2 separate regions of the Danio rerio genome follow, and region 1 is linked to region 2. Evidence: chromatin contacts called from public Hi-C data. All regions are on one chromosome and are shown on one strand. Each heading gives the region's core, a stretch centred on a gene start, on an enhancer-like site or on the middle of the called end of the contact. The rest is flanking DNA. Distances are from core to core; before and after follow the strand shown.

Region 1 (3,735 bases), core at 853-3,352, 280 kb after region 2:
AATTATTAGCCCCTTTAAGCTAAATTTTTTTCTGATAGTCTACAGAAAAAACTATCGTTATCCAATAACTTGCCTAATTACCCTAACCTGCCTTTAAAGCCTTTAAATGTCACTTTAAGCTGTATAGAAGTGTCTTGAAAAATGTCTAGGCATATATTATTTACTGTCGTTAAGGCAAAGATAAAAATAAATCAGTAATTAGAGATGAGCTATTGAAACTATTATGTTTAGAAATGTGTTGAACAAATCTTCTCCCTGTTAAACAGAAATTAGGGGAAAAAATAAACAGGGGGGCTAATAATTCAACTGGGGCTAATCAGACTTCAACTGTATGTCTTCTTGCAGCCATCTCAGGTATTTTCATAAGAAAGTCGATTTATAATCCCCTGCTAACTGACATAGCATGTTACAGTAGAATGTAGCTATAGATGCATGAACTCACTGTGATTTAACTATTACAGAAACAGATGTGACTGGCTATATCATATCTAGATAAATAAGCTTAGATATCTATATCATATCTAGAAAGCTAGAACAATTTACGTTTTTCTGACTAATTTGCATGTATTGATATGATGCACATTTTATTGATTACAGTTATTTTATTTCACCAAAACTACACACATTTTATACTGTGAAAACAAATGTTAAGCTTTATTAGTAGTTATAACTATTCAGTTTCGCGAAAGAGTTGTATTATTACATCATCAACTTCAGCTCTTCAAAATAATGAATAAATGAAGTGCAGTGGCGGAATTTCTTTAAACATCATAGGACAACAGTGCCACTCCCACCTGCCGGTAGACACAGGTACTGCTGAACAGCTGACCCGACACAAACACTGTTAGGTGGAATGTGCGTGATGTACGCGGTAATTTGCAGTACTTAGAAAACAAATTAAATGTTATACACCATTATATACTTATATATTACATATACTTATATTTTTATTTAAGTGCAACATATTGCAAAAGATCAGGGGCTTTTGACAACACATCAGGGGCTTAAGCCCCCAAAGCCCCCCCCCCCCCCCCCCCCCCCCCCATCCCCACCCCCCCACCCCCTCGCAACGCCACTTGCATCATAATACAGTACATCACAATTTTGTTTTTGCTCAATTAAATCAAATAAATGCAGACTTAGTAAGCATAAAAACCTCCATCAATACAACTTTAGGTGAAAAAAAGTTTAAAGAAAGAGATTTTTTTTTTTTTTTAAGTAAAAAGTTAGTTTCATTAAAGTACATGTCAAGCACACACATATTGTCCAGCGCAGCCTTCACGCAGATTCATACCCCTCGCTGTGGCCATGGGCATCGCCAACGTGCACCTCTCAAAAAATGTAACTACACGTCTCAACGACACATATCGCAAACTTTGTGATTGGTAGCGCTAACGAGTGTGGGCTGTGCTAAGAGCCGCAAGCCGGATGAAAACGAGCGTTTACAAGTGGCGAGTCCCATGAAAGAGCTTCAGATGGAAACTTTTGTTTTGCGTTTACCTTATGATTAAAGTTGTTGCACGTCCGCTAATTCCTGCCTCTGAATGAGCGAGTTTTATCTAGCGTTCAGAAAAAATACTCCCAAAGAAACTCAACGCAGAGGATCCACACTTCAGAATTTCACCTGAAGTAGTAGGTCATCCAGGTATTTCTCGCATACTAATTTTTGAAATCTAAGAATTTGGACATACCACTCAGCTTGAATACTGTTTTTAGCGTACTATATAGTAAGGAAGTATGCGATTTCGGACGCAGCCTACGAATTCAGACATACTTCTCGGCTAGCATATCGGTACTATATATGCTATTTCAAAAACAGACATTGACTATTTTTAGACCAGTTTCTATACAATAAGCTTATACCATAAAATGTTATTAGCGTTTTAGCACACTAGTTAATAAATGATGTATAACTCATAATATTACTTATTCCAAATATTTCACTTTTATTATGTAGGCTATATAGCATTTCTCAAACAATAGGAAAGGGGCTAGTAGGATTGGGGTCATCTTACAATCTGCTGTTGTAAAGAGCATAGCGTGTCATTGCTCAGTCCGATAGCACGAGCCATGTGGTCAGGGTTACGTAAGTGTTTGATGAAATGTGTCAGACCTCCTGGTTGGACACACTGCCTGTAGGCACACATGAACAATTAAATCAATCACCACCAACCCTAGATGAACCACACTGCATCTCATAATAACCTTCCTCCACATTACAGCAGGAAAGATATATTATATACCATGACTATTTGTTGCTTCACTAATCTATTTAATGTTGCAAAATTTGTGGCAAAGTTAACACAATGATGAATTGATCCAAACCCTTTTTAACCCAAAAGAGTCAATGAAACCTCAGACAGTAACTCATGAACTTATGTAACTTTTAATACTTGGACAAATAGCTAAAGAATGCGATATTAGTTTTCACACAAGTTTAAGATGATAACATTTGTGGGAGGCTGGGTAGAGACTATAACAGCCGCTGTGTTCCTCTCACTCCTCTAGAACATTCCATTCATGTCCGCATACTTCCCAATATAGTCCAACATCCCTTTTAAAGACACAGAAACAAGACCTTCATTTGGGTTCAAAAGGGACTGTTAAAAATGTAAATTTACACAATCAAACAGGTGAAACAGATGGTGAAATTGTTATTAAATAAGCCTTTAGGATTAGTATATGGAAGTTCTTTTACAGCAGTGGTATAAAGATATGCTATTAGAGTGAATGCTTTCACAATCAGAGATGATTAAATGCTGCCATCTAGTGTATAAATTAGGAGTTTTAAGTTAATTTGCACAATAATACAGGCAATCATTTTATGGTGTTTTTGTGGCTTTTAGAGACACTTTCTCACACAATAGGCTGGAAATTCTGCTTTATGAGGAAATAGTTTTGACTCTATAGGGTTAGTTCACTCCAAAATTAAAATGCTATCACGATTTACCCAATTTATTTCAAACCCTGCAGAAAAAAAAAACAGCTCAAACCAGCCCAGGCTGGTTGGCTGGTTTCAGCCATTTCCAGCCTAGTCTTAGCTGGTCAGGCTGGTAGATAAAACCAGATAAGACCAACGTGACCAGCTTAGCCAAAATGGGAGCCTATTGGACTGAGTTCTGGTGACTGTGGAGGCCATTTGAGGTCAATGAACTCGTTGTCGTGTTCAAGAAACCAGTCTAAGATGATTTGTGCTTTATGACAGGGCGCGTTATCTTGCTGGAAGTGGCCAACAGAAGATGGGTACTCTGTGGTTGTAAAGGGATGGACGTGTTCATCATTAAATGCAAATGTTTTCTTGAAAAAAATAAGGAAAAGAATAAAAAAACTAACTACAATCTTATGAATATTAGTAAATTTTGTTAAAAACCAATGATGGAAATGACCATAATATAATTAATATAATTAACATTAATATATTAAAACATTACTGTAATAATTTAATACAACTAATGATGTTTTTGTTTTGTGAAGGATAATTTATTGGCGAGAGTTTTGTAAAGGCTAAATATGCAATGAAATAATGTTTTCGTGCTTATCATTAGAAAATATCATAGCTACATTTGAAAGTACTAAAAAACTAAAGATGGGGAACCAAAAATAATTCCTTGCAGTAAAAACATCATGGCTGCTAATTAAATCAATAGCCACCAACCACTGAAAATAAAAACAATATCAACAATCATAAATTGCATGAAATGTTCCTGTTTGCTGGTTTAGACCTTAAGATTTTTG
Region 2 (3,788 bases), core at 654-3,153:
AGCTGCAACCAACCACTTGGAAACATCCATACACACTCATTCACAAAGATACACTTTTACCACGTCTTAGGAATGATGGGGAAAACGAAATACCTTAAAAAACCCACGGCAACATGGGGAGAACATACAAACTCCACACAGAAATGCCAACTGAATCAGTCATGACTCAAACCAGCGAACTTCTTCCGGTGAGACGACAGTGCTAACTACAGAGCCACCATGTCACCTCATAGCATTTATTAAATGTAAAAAAAAAATAAACTGCTTTCTAATTGTGTGTAAATTGTTAAATTAAATGACAAACTACTACATATAATTTGTAGTAGATATAAATATTTAATTTATTGGATTTATTTATTACATTATGTGTAATTCAGTGATCTTGAAACATTTGATTAATGTGCCATAAAAACACAGTAAAACCAGTGACAAAATAGAATCACCTCAAGAAACACAATAATTACCCAGAAGAAAAGTAACTTAAGGACAAAGCCGAATGAAAAAACTATGTGTGTGTGTGTGTGTGTGTGTGTGTGTGTGTGTGTGTATGTATGTATATATATATATATATATATATATATATATATATATATATATATATATATATATATATATATATATATATATATATATATATATATATATATATATTTATTTATATATATATATATATTTATATATTTATTTATATATATATATATATATATCCCTAATTTCTGTTTAATGGAGAGATTTTTTTAGCACATTTCTAATCATAATAGTTTTAATAATTCATTTCTAATAACTGAATTACTTTATCTTTGCCATGATGACAGTAAATAATATTAGACTAGATATTTTTCAAGACACTTCTATACAGCTTAAAGTGACTTTAAATGGCTTAACTAGGTTAATTAGGTTAACTAGGCAGGTTAGGGTAAAGGCAAGTTATTGTATAACGATGGTTTGTTCTGTAGACTATCGAGAAAAAAAAAATATATAGCTTAACGGGACTAATAATTTTGTCCTTAGAATGGTTTTTAAAAAATTAAAAACTGCGTTTATTCTAGCTGAAATAAAACAAATAAGACTTTCTCCAGAAGAAAAAATATTATCGGACATACTGTGAAAATTTCCTTGCTCTGTTAAACATCATTTGGGAAATATTTAAAAAGAATAAAAAAGTAAAGGGGGCTGATAATTCTGAATTTTACTGTATATATTTGTGTGTGTTATTATTATTATTGTTGTTGTTGTTTTTGTTGTTGCAGTTGTTGTTGTTTTTGTGGTTAATTACATACATTTTAAATAACACATACTTTGATTTCCATACACTTTCTACTGTAAGGTTGGAAATTTATTTTCTTCACCATAAAAATATAAATAGTAAATTTATAACTATAAACTTCACAGATTTAATAAACTTCACAGACACAACACATTTAAAATTTAAATATATTTTGGCCAGGGAAATATATCTTTTTTATTGTTTGGAATCATAATAAAGTAGACAGAAAAAAAGGATTCATTGGCTTTACAATTTTTTAAGGTAGCCTAAGTAGTTGCAAATAATTTATAAGGGCTAAACTTAAATGAACAAATTAAATGTTCAACTTATCTTTTTTTTTTATTTATTTAGTTTGCAAGTACTTCCCATCAAAAAAAAAATGGTAAAATATCTCTTTTTTTCAGTGGACTGGAAATTATATATATATATATATATATATATATATATATATATATATATATATATATATATATATATATATATATATATATATATATTTTTTTTTTTTTTTACCATTTTGACGGTAAATGTTTTGAAGTCTTCTGGTAACAACTTAGTAAAAGGCAGTAAAATGACTGCATGAGTCAGCGACCTCTGACCGGCGCTGATCCTCCAGTTGCACCATCCGCCACAACTGACTGACAGGACGGGCAGACACATAGCAAGACGACCAACGGACTGAAAACACCGCCTGTTCACCATGGAAAGAAAAGTGGCCAGGGAATTTCGGCATAAGGTCAGCGTTTAAATATGTTGTCACTTCAATATGTATGGTAAATTAGCATCATGTTATCATTGCCCTAGCTTCGTAGTCTCTGCTCAGGAATGAATGAAAAGTTCGCGTTTTAACGGTGGCTTCGATTAATGTATTCAAAATTGCTGCTTCCGACAACAAAATGTTTGTTGTTTCATAATAAGTACAGCTTTATTTTCATATAAACTGTCGTTATTCGATCTATAAAGTTTGTTTTGTACTCAATAGGTGTCCATAGCATCATACAGTAGATTATGTCAGCTTTAGTGTCGTGCTTTATATCGTTTTACCAATGACTGTTCCTACTTACAATTTCGACGTTATTACATGTTTAGTCCCATTATTTTGCTTTATTTAAGCAACGTGCAGATAATAGCGTAGGTAGGTAAATGTACAGGTAGAAAGGTAAGGTGAACTATGACGCCATATAGCATGAGCCTTCTGATTGGCTGAAAAGGTGAAATGTTTACTAGCCGTTGTGCTAAAAATAAGGACATATCCGCACGACAGATATCATTATTATGTTTTATGTCTCCTAAATGTGAGGGTATAGTTATTAATAAATGTATAATTAGCATTTTATTTGTAATACTTGTGTTTTTGTAACACTATACAGAGACGTCCCATGTGAACTGGGTGTAATTGTAGAGTCGTACCATCTGTTGTGATGAATGAAGACTCCATAGTTTTTTTCCCTCTCAGAATTAGATGGCTGAAGTGTGTGGTCATCCAGAAATGATTGCTGTGTTTATTGTTCAGCCTGTTTTATTGCCTGTAGATGGGGGAGGAAAACTGCCACGCTATAAAATTAAAAGCTTTGCATTTAATTTCTGGTTTCTCGTTTATGGCTAATTCATTATGTTGTTAGATGACCTTTAAATTCATTTATTCATTTGACTTTTAATAAACCCCTGCAGAAATAAAGCTGGATTCAGTTATGGACTTCTGCTTTCTGCGTCAGTTTATGATGTTGAAGTCCAAAGGTAAACTGTCATTTAAGGTTGTCAGAATGTTTATGACACCTTATATAGCCTTTGAGCACATCGTCACAGTTTTAATACATTTGGCCTGATGTATTGATTTACAGTTGTTTGGATGTGTTTTTTTAATTGTTTATTAGCCCCCTATAATTTTTTTTTTTCTTTTTTAAATATTTCCCAAATGGTGTTTAACAGAGCAAGGAAATTTTTACGATGTGTCTGATAATATTTTTTTCTTTTAGAGAAAATCTTATTTGTTTTATTTCAGCAAGAATAAAAGTAGTTTTTAATTTTTTTAAACACCATTTAAGGACAAAATTATGAGCCCCTTTAAGATAGTTTGCTTTTCGATAGTCTACAGAACAAACCATCATTATACCATCATTAACCATCATTATACAATAACTTGCCTAATTACCCTAACCCGCCTAGTTAACCTAATTATCTAGTTAAGCCTTTAAATGTCACTTTAAGCTGTTTACTCTACTTGAACCAAGGCTGTTAAAGTAAGCCAAAAGATTATTTTTGTTAACTGAAATAAAAAAGATCACAATAAAAAAAGAAAAATGAAATCTAAAAAAATAAATTGTCACATTGAAATTATAAGGTTTAATCTGCGTTCTGAATGATTTTGAGATATTGAGCGTCAAAGTTTTTGCATTCCTTATAGCAAACAGTATGTGTGTAACATGACTTTTTTTAATAAAAATTCTTAAAATGTAAACAACTTATAAAACACATCCCAAAATGTAAATAAGATGTCATTTTATAAGAATGTCAATAACCC

Evidence for each region. A called contact is a pair of places that touch in the nucleus more often than the background predicts.
Region 1: a Hi-C map of an unstated tissue shows a contact between it and region 2, with 6 times the contacts expected there. The contact joins the enhancer-like site here to the promoter of ush1c in region 2. A contact is called at or near these places in 2 of 18 Hi-C or Micro-C datasets (caudal fin and an unstated tissue) and 1 of 4 datasets of contacts at active chromatin or transcription factors (embryo).

What each region holds. Positions count from the first base shown.
Region 1 is chr25:24,129,904-24,133,638 of GRCz12tu, forward strand. The region is part of intron 1 of mob2a (MOB kinase activator 2a); the gene reads right to left. Among named protein-coding and RNA genes, the nearest start is that of mob2a, 23 kb to the right of the region's middle. Within about 2 kb of position 2,103, at least 22 of the 62 cell types and tissues checked have an H3K27ac peak or open chromatin away from gene starts, as enhancers often do.
Region 2 is chr25:23,848,549-23,852,336 of GRCz12tu, forward strand. ush1c (Usher syndrome 1C) reads left to right here and starts at 1,904. Exons shown (of 21, transcript NM_001039929.1): 1 at 1,904-2,003. The coding sequence starts at 1,968.